Regions from separate parts of the Zea mays genome. Here region 2 is linked to region 1. A link is a contact called in public Hi-C data. All regions are on one chromosome and are shown on one strand. The core of a region is the stretch at or near the end of the contact, and the rest is flanking DNA. Distances in the headings are between cores, read along the strand shown. Region 1 holds the start of LOC103625835 (photosystem I reaction center subunit III, chloroplastic). Region 2 holds the start of LOC100282522 (NADH-ubiquinone oxidoreductase 23 kDa subunit).

Region 1 (6,341 bases), core at 1,444-3,943:
TCAGTTTACTCTTTTTTTTCCATCGTAGAACCTCACTAAAAGCCTAAAAGGTGGATCAATTACCACGCCCATATGAGCAAATATTGTATTAAACTGTATGATAATTGTGCAGAACCATGCCATCTTACCGACCGCCCACTGCATCCTTGGCTCCTTGCTATGCCTGGATCCAGCAGTACCCATTCCTGGTTGGAATTGACGAGTGCGCTAGAATTCTATTTTGCTTCAATAAGTCATGTGGCTCGATGCATCATATGGCTTGGTGCAAGAAAATCATTTGTTGTTCTTAAATGATTTTGGATATCATTGGACACTACAGGAGGGTCAACCCTGAGCGGAATTTCAATCTCCTCAGGTTCCAGCAAGACTTGTAACAGGTTTATCAGATAATGCACTGATTATACAAAACCGAATACCAGGCACTGCAGGTGGTGAACAAACCTTGTCTAGCCTTTTTATTTTTGTTTGGATCAAGAGGACTTTGTTGCCGACGGCGCACCCCTATATTTTAAGTTTTCTTATCAGTTAGACTGTCTCCACTAAAACGTGGAAATAAGAGACACAGAACTGTAGATAATACTGTTTATAGAAAAAAGTTTAAAATAAGGAATGAGATAGAGGAACTGCTAGAGATAGACTTACTCTGCGATTTTCGATGTTGCTCTCTAGTTTTCTTTGTTAGGATACCTTTAGGTGCTTTGGACTTGTTGCATCCATGTTTTTGAAAAGTGTGGCCTTAACCACGCCGTGACCTCCATGTTAAATCTATGTGTAAAATCGTTTGCTTCAAGTTCTTCCTTTGCAGGATTTTGTGAATCTACGTTTTTGGGACCATTTGGGCTTTGGGTAGAAACGTGGTAGGACCTCTTAGGATCATTGCTACCAAGTGCTATAAGCTGATCCACCTAGAACACAAATTTCCAATCTCTTGATCCAATTTTTTGCCTTTTTGGATATATTTGTATTTTTTTATCTGACTTTGAAATTTAAATCTCTTTGAGCTCAATTTTTTGGATATATTTGGAACTCCCTTATCCAGTTGTGTGTAAAATTTCAGTTCAATCGAAATCCGTTTAGATCGATTTTGCATAACTTTGACTCAAATCGTTGAATGTAGTATGATCGAGAAACACTGTTTTGGATGTTTTGGTGTCCATTTTTGTGATCGATTTATTTCGTTGGACACGTGTATGCTTCAGAAACATTTTTTAAAACATGTGATCACTAGTTGGTGATATATTTGTGGTTTGAGCATTCTCTTGATTTTTATTAAAGCTAAGTGCTCAATTTTTCCCGATTTTGAAGGTTTTTCTCATAAACACATTTCAAGTCATTTTGAGCGCTTCCGTTATGTTCTTTGGTCATCACAGAGAGTACGAGTCACCGGTTGGTGCTTACTCATCCCTTTTATGTCTTTTGTAGCTTTGGATGTCTAGGTGTACATTAAGAAGCAAGCCAATACTGACTGAAAGCAAAGAATTATTATTGTCTCTTATTTATCTCATCTGGTCAGCTGATTCGACCCTTCACTAGCAAAATGTATGCAAGATGAAACCGTTCTCAAGAATTTTCAAGACGAAGGTGAATACATCATACACAAGAGAGGGGTGAAGTTTCAGTTATACAAGACTTCTTCATCTAGTTTCTTTAAGTACAACAGACCACTTCCATTCCTTCCTCCTACACCAAAAGCCATGTTTCCCACGTACGACGACTGCCCAACTGCAGAAGAAACAGGAACACAAGGCACGTTAATCTTTTCACTGTTCGTTATCAATAAACAAGAGAGAGTTGTTCAACAGCCGCTAGCCATGGATCGGGCCTTGCCTCGCCAGCAGCGATGTGCAAGCACAGGTGCAGCAGCTAGTAGTAGCCGATGTCCTTGTCGTCGACGACGAGGTCTCCGTTGATGAGCTCGCGGTAGGCCGCGACGGGCCAGATGAACCCCCTGGGGAGGAGGCGGGTGGCGAGCTCGACGTCGATGATGATCTCCCTCATGGCGGGCTTCTTCTCGCCGCTGATGGCGATGAGGTAGCTCCTGCCGACCCACCCGATCCACCCGGCGATGTAGAGGAAGAGCAGGCCCGGGGTGACGAACTCGCCCCAGTGCCGCTGGTCGCCGCTGACGATGAGGTGCGGCAGGCCGTCGGCGCCGCAGAGCAGGCCGAACTTGCCGTAGTTCTCGAACCGCCGCTTGGTCTTCTCGATGGTGGCGTTGATGGCGAGGGCCGGGGCGCTGTCGGGCGCGTACTTCTTGAGCGACGCGGTGAGCTTCTTGATCGAGTTCTTCTCGCGCTTGGCGAACGCCTTGGACTCCTTGCACGGGGTCAGCCCCGCGATGTCAGCGGCCGCGGGGGGAGGGGAGGTGGCGGCCGAGGAGAGAAGCACCGACGACAGAGCCAGCGCGGCCGAGAACGTCTTCACGGAGGATGCGAGCGACACACTGCTGCTGCTGCCGTTGCCGTCGCCGCCGGTGGCGGAGCAGGCCACGGTGAGGCGCGCGCGTGGGAGGCGCGGCTTGGCGGCGAAGGCGGCCGTGGAGGAGGCGGCGAGGGCGGCCATCTCTACTGCTGCTGCTGCTGCGTCCGGCGTGGAGCTGGGGAGCTTATTGGGAGGGATCAGGCAGGGTGTGCGGGAGCTTTGGGATCGGAAAGAAACGCGCTCGGGATAAGGGGGGACGCGCAGTGGCCAAGTGGGTGAGGCGGGGATAAGAGGAGTGAGGTGGGCGCCGCGGATTGGCGCCGAGGCATCCGCCGTGGCCGCGTCGGGCGCGCGTGCTCAGATTTTGTGGGGTCGCCGCCTCCTTTTCGGCTTGTGGCTGCGGCGAGCCAGCTGCGGCAGGGATTGGTTAGGTCGTGTGTTTGCCATCTGCTGCTATGCATGCTAAAGAAAGGCAAAATTTGATTTTCACCCGTTTGGGGCTTGGATTTGGATCGACTATATATTAAACTTTAGCGCATGTATTGATACGAAATAGAGAACTTGGATATGAATTAACCATAGTGTAACAAAAAAAAAACAATACATCCAAGGAGGGACAACGGTTACCATACTGAGTCGGTGACCAAATTGCTAACGTGATGAGTCAGCACTATTTACAAGTAAACCTTACTTAGGCTCTGTTCCAAATCTTTAAGATAATTGTTAGTGAGCTAATAAATTGTTAGCTGGGTTGGAGAAGCCATTTGAGAGGTATAACTAATAATTACCTCATCCATTAGCTTATCTGTTCTAAACATCTCAACTAATTTTAGTCGCTAACTATTAGTTTTAGAGATTTAGAACAAGGCCTTATACGTTGAAATCTTAGCTGCTAACTATTAGTTTAGAGGTTTAGAACAAGATAGAACAATGCCTTATACGTTAAAATCTTTGTCATATCTTTTATTCTCATGAGATCTTTGTCATATTTGTGCTTCTAGAATGCTTCTGACCTTGAGGTTTCTCCCAGTCCGAGTACACCTAGTCTCGTGGCTGAGTCTATGTAATATTTGTGTTGGTTCTTTTTCATAAAGCTTGATCTAAATACTCCTGACATGTTAATAATTCTATTTATCTATTCTATATGGAGTTTCATCAAAACTGTGCTGCTTCAAAAAGTTATTTGATGGTTCAGTTAGCCCAAACGCCATGCTTCATTTAAAAAGAATATGAGAACTTGCATTGACTACTATTGAAGGATCACTTGGGAGGTTGGACGCTCGAGAATATATTGTTATATCTTTTGGAAGAAATACTAACAAGAAAAACTAAAAAAAATGAAGTGCAAGTTTATACTGAAGTGCTCATATTGTCTAGTACGATACGGCCATATTCATTTTTGTCATTTATTAGATTTGTTTTTTACCAGCAAGTTTTCTCCTAAGAGGTGGCTGTGAATAGTTACATAAATTTTTTTTTGTGTCTGTCAGCAAGTTTTCTCTTAAGGCCTAATTTGGTGACTAGGGATCCCTAGGGGATCCATATGGGAGGAATCCCCTCGCAATTCAATTTTGAATAGCAAGAGGATTTCTTCCCCTCGGGATCCCCGGTTACCAAATCAGCCCTAAGAGGGGAAACAATGAGCAATCCATATAGATATCCATAGTTCATTTATTTTCTCTGATTATCCCCCAATCCATAGAGATATGTCGGCCAATTCCTTGACCAACTAATTTGAGTTGCACGCGAGTTCTATAGCATGTTATTTACTTAAAATTTGTTTATAATTGGTGATGCCGAGGACTAAACTACTTTCTAAAAGGAGGGTAAGTGGACTAAGGGGAGGAGAACAACATAGACTACAGCCAGCTTTGGACTTTCCATCCTAAAGATTGAGATTCTAAATAACATAAACTATGGCCATAGTCTTGTAGAATTTCCAAATTTCCAAAATTCGTGGTTCTACTGATGCACAACCTGTCTGATTTTACCTTGGGAAGAATTTTAATTGTGATTATTATGAATTTCTTTGTTCAATAATTTGCTGCATATTTTAACTCAGAGGATTTCCTTTTTCCTTCCCCATATCTGAAAGGTTAAGCATTTGTTCGGTTTGCTATTTGAAGGAAAAGTAGCTAATGATCAAATTCTTTGAGTCAAGGATTTCTAAAATGTACTATTACTATTGTTAAAAGTAGTTATTTTAGCTATCCACTTCCATTGCTGTTCAATATTTTTGAATGGAGAGAGGGGGAGACAGAGGGAGATTGAGAGAGGGAAACACATGTTTTAGGTCTGTGCAGTCATGGCGTAGCACATGATGTCAAAAAGTTCATTTAGTTTGGTAGTAGTTTCCGATGTACTCACCACCGTATTATAGCTACTTTAATGTCTATCGCGGTGAGAAGATTTCCAGTACTGCAAGCGTTACTCCCACTTGCAAAAAAAATGTGCATCATCTCCGTGTCCTCGCACTTGCATATAGGGCCGGAAACGAGGCTCGACTCGGTGTGGTTCGGTGCCTGAACGAGCTTGGCTCGGTTCGTCCATTGCACGAGCTGGCGAAAGAGGCTCGGCTCGGCTCGCGAGCCATATTCTGGTACTTATCGTTGCATTATTTAGTGAATTAACATTATATAAATTTAGAATATAGAATCATCATTCAACATTATAAGTAATTTAAATTATAAATTATAATATATTCATCATCAAAGACTAAAAAATGAGCTATTATCCATAAAATTATCTAATATTCATTATTATTCCATAAACTAATCTTTTTTGAAAGGCTCGCGAGCTGGAACGAGCCGGCTCGGCTCGGCTCGCCGCAAAAACGAGCTCAAAAAAGGAGCTCGGCTCGGCTCGTTTGAGGCTCGAGCCGGCTCGCGAGCCTCGAGCTTATTTTCCAGTCCTACTTACATATGTGGCCGGCGATCATTTTTACTGGGTTGTAATCGGATCAGACATATAGGAACAACATGTTTGGTTTGTCCGGGACATTTCCAGTCTAGCCAGATGGCCGGGCTTGCCGGTTTTACCTTGTGTTGATGAACAAACGAGAACGAGGTATAGGAGAGAGAGAGAAAAAAAACCCGACAATGTTTATCTTTCCTTGTAGTCACCACATTTGTAGATCATTCAGCTGCTATATGATCTAGGGGTGTAAAAGTTGAAATCCTAAGCATGGAGTCCTATTGACATGAATAATGGTTTCACTTACACAGCTTGGAGAACGTACAACATTGTACCGAATGTTATTTCGGATGACCGGAGAAGCGAAGAAGAACATTGAAGGCACAATTTTGAGATAAAGGGTGTGATTCACACCCTAGTGTCTCTTCCTGCTCCCGACGCCGCCTATTCCAATGCACAAATCTGTTTTTCTTAGAGCATCTCCAAGAGACCCTTTAGTTTTAGCTCTCTATTTGACTCTATATTTACCATCCCATAAAGATTATATTTTATATGTAGAATCTCACTCCAACAGACTATTTATCTAGTTTGGCTAGTCAGGGTGGCTAGCCAAGTTTGGCTAGGGAGAGAGCCAATTTGAAGAGTCGAATAGCTTAATGAATTAGATAGCTAGTCTGTTGGAGAGTTATTTTATTGTTAAGTAGCCAAAATTTGTTTTGACGAGTCAGTTAGTTAGTCTCTTGGAGATGCTCTTATACCCCCCTCTCTCTCTCTCTCTATATATATATATATATATATATATATATATATATATATATATATATATATATATATATATATATATATATATATATATATATATATATATATATATATATATTGTTTGGTTGCATAGGGTGGGACGGGAGTGAGTAGCGACGTAAATGAAGTTTTTTTACTTTTGAATCAAAATATATCATGCATCAAGGATGGTTGGAGAGTATATATAGTCTGGAAAAGGACACGAC
Region 2 (6,341 bases), core at 2,183-4,682, 140 kb before region 1:
TAGACCAGCCCACCCCAACTGTATCCTACAATGTCCCAAGTTCAAAATTTTGGTACCAGCCCCGTTTGTTTCAATTTTCAAAATAAACGACATTTACAACAAGCTAATCAGTTCAAACCTTGTTTTGTTTTAAAACGGAGTCGGAAACAAGCATGTGAACATTCACCAAATCACTGTGCCATGAACACAGCGTTCTGTTTCATTGTATACAAAATAAGGTGACTGAAAACAGCTCAGTGCTACAAAAGGAATTTTCCCATCAAAGAACATCTGGTGCCACCTTTAGCAAGGCAATGAACAAAACACACAGATGGTGCCAAGGTACAAAAACATCGTACCTAAGTTATGATACATCGTTTGCTTATTCATCAGCTAGTTGAGCAAAATATGGAAAATGGAAGAACCCAGTTTATCAACCATAATGGAAGACAGATTCAGCGATAGAGGCTCTCAGATCTCAAGTTCTCAGCAATCTCAGTCTCCCAGCGATCACCATTCTCAAGCAATTTCTCCTTGTCGTACAGTAGTTCCTGCATCGTTGCATGCCAAAACTTAGCAGCAAGACATGAAAAAACTTGAGATAAAACCTGCAGTGGAATGAAGTGGTTTACCTCGTGTGTCTCAGTGGCAAACTCAAAGTTAGGCCCCTCAACAATAGCATCGACTGGGCAAGCCTCTTGACAGAACCCACAGTAAATGCATTTGGTCATGTCAATATCATATCTGTGATGAGAAAAAAGCAACACAAGTTCAGAATGAAGTTTAATTGCATAAGAACAACAACAAAGACTTTGTCCCAATCAAGTTGAGGTAGACTCGAGTTGAAACCCGATATCAGCCACAAGTCCAAAAAAGAAAGAGGAAAAACTTCATTTTGATTACCTTGTGGTTCGGCGACTGCCATCTTCACGTTCTTCAGCCTCAATTGTAATTGCCTGCGCTGGGCATATCTGCTCGAATAGTCAGAATTATGTATCAATAACAGCCACCTTAATTACTACAAGAACCATCAACAATCCTAGTATAACAAAAAAAACATTTCACTATACTAAATTAGTCAGAAGTACCTCGTGTTGAAGCAAGCATATTCAATTAATATATTACTCCTTCTGTTCATAAATATATGACACAATTTATCTTTTTAAAAAAGTTTAATCACTCGTCTTATTTAAAATATTTATTCGAAAATGTAAAATTTTAAGTCACACTCAAACGACCTTAAGTGATAAAATAAATCACAACAAAATAAACGATAACACACGATTTTTTTAATAAGACAAGTGATTAAACTTTTGAAAAAAGTCAACCGCGTCATATATTTGTGAACGGATGGAGTACATTTTACCAAAGTGTTTGGTATATCTAGTATCGAGTCAGTAGAGACAAGGAACCTATAATTTTGATCTCAACATCAAGAACCACTGGTATTTATAGTTGAATGTACAATGATGATTGAATGCATAATGCCCACGCCAAAACTTTCATGACACCTTATACGAACATACTCCATATACAGCCAGAAGATAATAAGGAACACCTAAAACATTGAGCAGCAATACGACAGAAATGATTTGCTTGCAAATGACTTACGTTTCAAATTTCTTTTCAAGACATGATACTCAAAATACTAAAATTATAGTAACTTGTATGAACTCAAAAGGACATATTTGGGGTTTTGCGTCTGGTTTAGCTAAAAATCTCAGACCCCGACAGCAAAGATACCAGTAGGTAACTGGTATTTTTGGGATTTGATTTGACAACTAGCATTCGGGAAAGACAGCAAAACAACAGGTTCCTGGCTGTATTTGATCTTCATCATCTGAAGTAAGAAAACTTTAAACTTCAGTACAACTTACAGCTTCGCATAGTTTACAAGCAATGCAGCGCTCTTCCCCAGATTCATAACGTCTGAGAGCGTGCTCACCACGGAAGCGGGGGCTCAGAGGACCCTTCTCAAACGGATAGTTAATCTGCAACGCGGTGAGATAAAAGCAGTCAATGAAAACGTGCAACTACAGTACAGATTACTGTCACATGACAAATTCATCACTTACTGTGACATTTCTATCAAAGAAGTACTTGAGAGTTAGCATCAAGCCACGGACCATTTCAGTCAAAAACAATGTATTGATGCTCCTTTCAAACACTGAAACACGAAAATCACAATGAGATGTGCGTGCACGTGTTTGCTTGGGGGGGGGGGGGGGGGGGGGGGGCAGCAATAAACAAAATTGGCAACAACCATACTCTTGTCCAATGCACAGAAAGACATTATCAGAAACTCACCAGCATTCCAATCTTTTGCGAGATCTTTTGCAAGCTGTTCTTTCTCCTCATCCTCTGGTGATTAAATAGGATTCAAAACTCAGAGAACAGTAACACTGAGCACATTTAAATTAAGGGATTAAACAATCAGAGAACAGTAACACTGAGCAAATTTAAATTAAGTATGCAAACACATAGGAGGACATGAAAATCGAAGTGTGAATAAATAAAGCTCATATGGTAGTATGCCTAATCACTCATCAACTTCAAATGTGAAGTTCAACAGGCCATCCTAAAAATAAACCAAGACGGCAAGGCACAGCTTCATGTTGAGAATTAAATGTTGGCTGAAACTTGAAACTCAAATTTAACTGGTAACCCAAAACTCATCCTGAAAAGTTTCATATACTGCTCTTTTGCACTGCCGAAGGTACCAAAATCCATCAACAGATAACTAATTGCAAACTCATACAGAACCGCATTGAATTATCCTCATCAGTTTCTGATTTCAATTTTCAAGTTCAGCAGTCTGTCCTATTTGATCGCGTCATGTTGATTGAAACAAAGACATACAATCAATCAATAACCCAAGACCAAAAGGTTTCATACATCCCTCAATTCACTGCTGTTGCACACTACTCGTAACATGTAGTTAACCAGCGCATTATTTTTGTGTACCGATACTGGAAAACGGCCCAATAGAAAGGGGAGAGCAGTGACCTTTGAACCGCTTGGGAATCCCCGCGTTCATGTAGGTACGGAGGTGCCCTTGCATCGCCGACGCGGCCGGCCCGAGCTGCGCCTGGAACAAACACCAGCACCACAAAGTCACACGCGCATCGCAACGCCAGCACCCATGGAGGGCAAGGCTCGATCTAAGAATCCGCGAGCAAATAGAGGGATCTGGACTCTAGAAGCGCCGGGCACGAAAATATAAGGCTAGGGATTTCGTACCGTTTGCCTCGCGCGGAGCGCCTGCGCTGCCTGCCGGGCTAGGAGCGACGCCATGGTGGTGCGACCTCACCGGCCACGAAGTTGCGGAGGCGATGACCTCGGACAGAAACGAGGACGTGCCGGCGTAGAGCGGCCGGTGCTGGGCTGCGGCCTGCGGTAGTGGATGCGGAGATGGCCGGGTGGACGAGGAAAAGGAGGAGACGTGCTGCAGATGCGGGTTGACGGTGGGCTGGCTTGTGTCCCATAGCGCGACAGGGGCCCAAGCGGATAAAGGCGGCCCAAACACAGTTTCATAACATTTTATACAATAGACTATGCAGCAATTTCACAAAAAATGATATAAAAATTCACAAGAAATGTAGAATTTATGACATTTTTTATTTTTTCCCCAAAAGGGTCCTATTTTGTTTATAGAGTAGAGTTTAGAATAAAAAATACTCACTCCGTCCTAAATTATAATTCGTTTGACTTTTTTTGTTAAGTTTGAGCGGCTCATCTTATTCATTTTTTAAGAAAAACAAAATTGAAAGCCACATTTAAAGTATATTAATGATAAAAATATCACAGCAAAAATTAACAATAGTTATGATTTTTTAATAATACACGCCGGTCAGACCTTGAGTAAAATAGTGAAATGAATTATAAGTTAGTCCGTTTAAAATATCTTTAAGGGAAGGGACTACATACATCGCAGCGAGAATTTTGATCCGACATGGATTTTACTTAAGGCTAGTATCAGTTGAAATTATGCTTTTAAAACAAATTTTATCTCTAAAACTTATTTTATCATATAACGTTTTGTGATATTTCTCTAACAATATATATATCGCAACAATTTACTTAATGATCGTAGAACTCTAACTATTATTAAAACTATCTATTATTGAAACTAGATATATTGTATAATGTATAGAAAAAAAGTATACATCTAAAAGTCAGAAGACCATATAACTAAAAAATAACCATATTAAATTATGCAAAATTTAATTTTAGTAAATAAATTATCTATTAATGATATTGTTTTACGCGTAATGTCTATTTAACTTGATAAATATAAAATCCATCTTATAATTTATGCAACTTTCAGTTTTCTTTAGATTGGAACGCAAGACTTCAATGTTAACATTCACTCAAATACACGTACAACTTGAGTTACATGACAGATGTGACTATGCAACTGACATTGTTTTAAAAAATAGAAAAAAACTTATATTATATATTTGTCACTTAAGGTGATCTTAAAAAAAGTTATTGCCTTTAAAGTGTGACACCCAGGTGTCAGTTTCGTGCTATGTCGGGAAATTTGTCCCTAACGCGAATGCTCAGTGAAAATTTCCTATTTCTCGATCGTGTCTATCTCTGCTTATCAGGATTATTCATGGAAGCTCACTGAAGTCGGAATTATTCGATCGCGAGAAACAGTCAATTTTGGAGCCTGTTAAAACTTTTATTTCTCGGAACGAATGCGAACTCGAAAATCATTTTCGAATTATAAATCTCATCTGAAGCTCATTAAATCAAACTCTCGAAGGCTGTTAATTGATCTGAGTCCGAATCTAATTCCTCGAACCTTGATCTATGTTCGACTACTTTATTCGGATCCGTACTCTCACGCGGAATTCTCAGTATGTTGTCCTCAAATAAATTCTTATCTGACTCGGCTTAATACCTCTGTGTTCGACCGAATTCAAAAATCAACCTTGAAAGGATCACGATGCCCAAGAGGGGGGGTAAATTGGGCTTTTCTAAAAATCAACACTAATTAAAACCTAAGCAAGAGCTAAACAAGAGCCCAACTTCACCCCAACAACTAGCACTAAGAATATAATACTAGAAATGTAACAAAGCTAAGATAATACTTCAAATACTTGCTAAACAAATACACAATGTAAAGTGCTTGAATTAAGTGTGGAATGTAAAGCAAAGTTTAGAAGACTCCTCCAATTTTTCCCGAGGTATCGAAGAGTCGGCACTCTCCACTAGTCCTCGTTGGAGCACCCGCGCAAGGGTATCGCTCCCCCTTGGTCCTCGCAAGAACCAAGTGCTCACTACGAGATGATCCTTTGCCACTCCGGCGCGGTGGATCCCTCGAGACCGCTTACAAACTTGAGTCGGGTCACCAACAAGATCTTCACGGTGATCACCGAGCTCCCAACGCCACCAAGCCGTCTAGGTGATGCTGATCACCAAGAGTAACAAGCCGTAGACTTTCGCTTGACCAAGAGAAGCCTAATGCAAGTGGTGTGTGCTCTAGGTGGCTCTCACTAGCGTTAATGAGGAACAAGCGTGGATTATGATTCTCTAATCTCCTCACTAGGCTTTTGGTGCTTGCAATGCTCTACCAATGTGCTGGAATAAATGTGGAGTGCAAGACATTGAATATGGTGGGTGGAGGGGGTATAAATAGCCCTCACCCACCAACTAGCCGTTACAGGCAATTTACTGCGCGATGGCGCACCGGACAGTCCGGTGCGCCACCGGTGCGCCAACGGTCACTTCCAACGGCTAGTTCTGACAGAGAGCCGTTGGACTCATGGCGCACCGGACAGTGAACAGTCCACTGTCCGGTGCACACCAGACAGTCCGGTGCGGTGTCCGGTGCACCACTAAAATTCAACTCTGAAAGCTGCGCTCTCGGGTTTCTGCGAAGGGAAAACACTCTACCGTGGACCAGCCTGGCCCCACCTGGCAGAGGGTGCACCGGACAGTCCGGTGCACACCGGACAGTCCGGTGCCCCTAAGCCAGAAACACTAAGTCTTGTTTTAGCTGATTTTCAAATCGGTTTTCGTTCTAACTTGTGTGTGAGTTCTAGAGTGACACCTAGCACTGTATATGAGTGTGATTGTGCACCAACACTACACTAGAACTCTCTTGGTCAAACTACTCATCGACAACCCCTCTTTATAGTACGGCTAAAAGAGAATAAAAGACCTAACTAAATCGCGAGTGTCCACATCTCCTTGACACTCGGACTCCATAGACCTTCACCTTTTGTTCCGTCGTTTTAGCCGTCGCTTCGAGTTCTTATCTCCGGGATTGTTTTCACGTTGTAGTACTTCTACCTGTCATGCGACCTAACTTACCATTTGTGTCACACCCGGTTTTAGAAGGCAAACCGAAT

Evidence for each region. A called contact is a pair of places that touch in the nucleus more often than the background predicts.
Region 2: a contact with region 1 is called in a Hi-C map of bundle sheath, with 2.6 times the contacts expected there. The contact joins the promoter of LOC100282522 here to the promoter of LOC103625835 in region 1. A contact is called at or near these places in 2 of 25 Hi-C or Micro-C datasets (bundle sheath and leaf).

The regions. Positions count from the first base shown.
Region 1 is chr5:5,591,967-5,598,307 of Zm-B73-REFERENCE-NAM-5.0, reverse strand. LOC103625835 (photosystem I reaction center subunit III, chloroplastic) reads right to left here and starts at 2,693. Exons shown (of 2, transcript XM_008646236.3): 1 at 1,828-2,693; 2 at 1,463-1,722. The coding sequence starts at 2,562. The coding sequence ends at 1,864. LOC103625836 reads left to right here. Exons shown (of 6, transcript XM_008646237.4): 6 at 1-122.
Region 2 is chr5:5,729,115-5,735,455 of Zm-B73-REFERENCE-NAM-5.0, reverse strand. It overlaps LOC100282522 (NADH-ubiquinone oxidoreductase 23 kDa subunit), which reads right to left and starts at 3,432. Exons shown (of 8, transcript NM_001155430.1): 1 at 3,220-3,432; 2 at 2,986-3,067; 3 at 2,287-2,340; 4 at 2,055-2,146; 5 at 1,857-1,970; 6 at 883-950; 7 at 612-723; 8 at 144-530. The coding sequence starts at 3,273. The coding sequence ends at 435.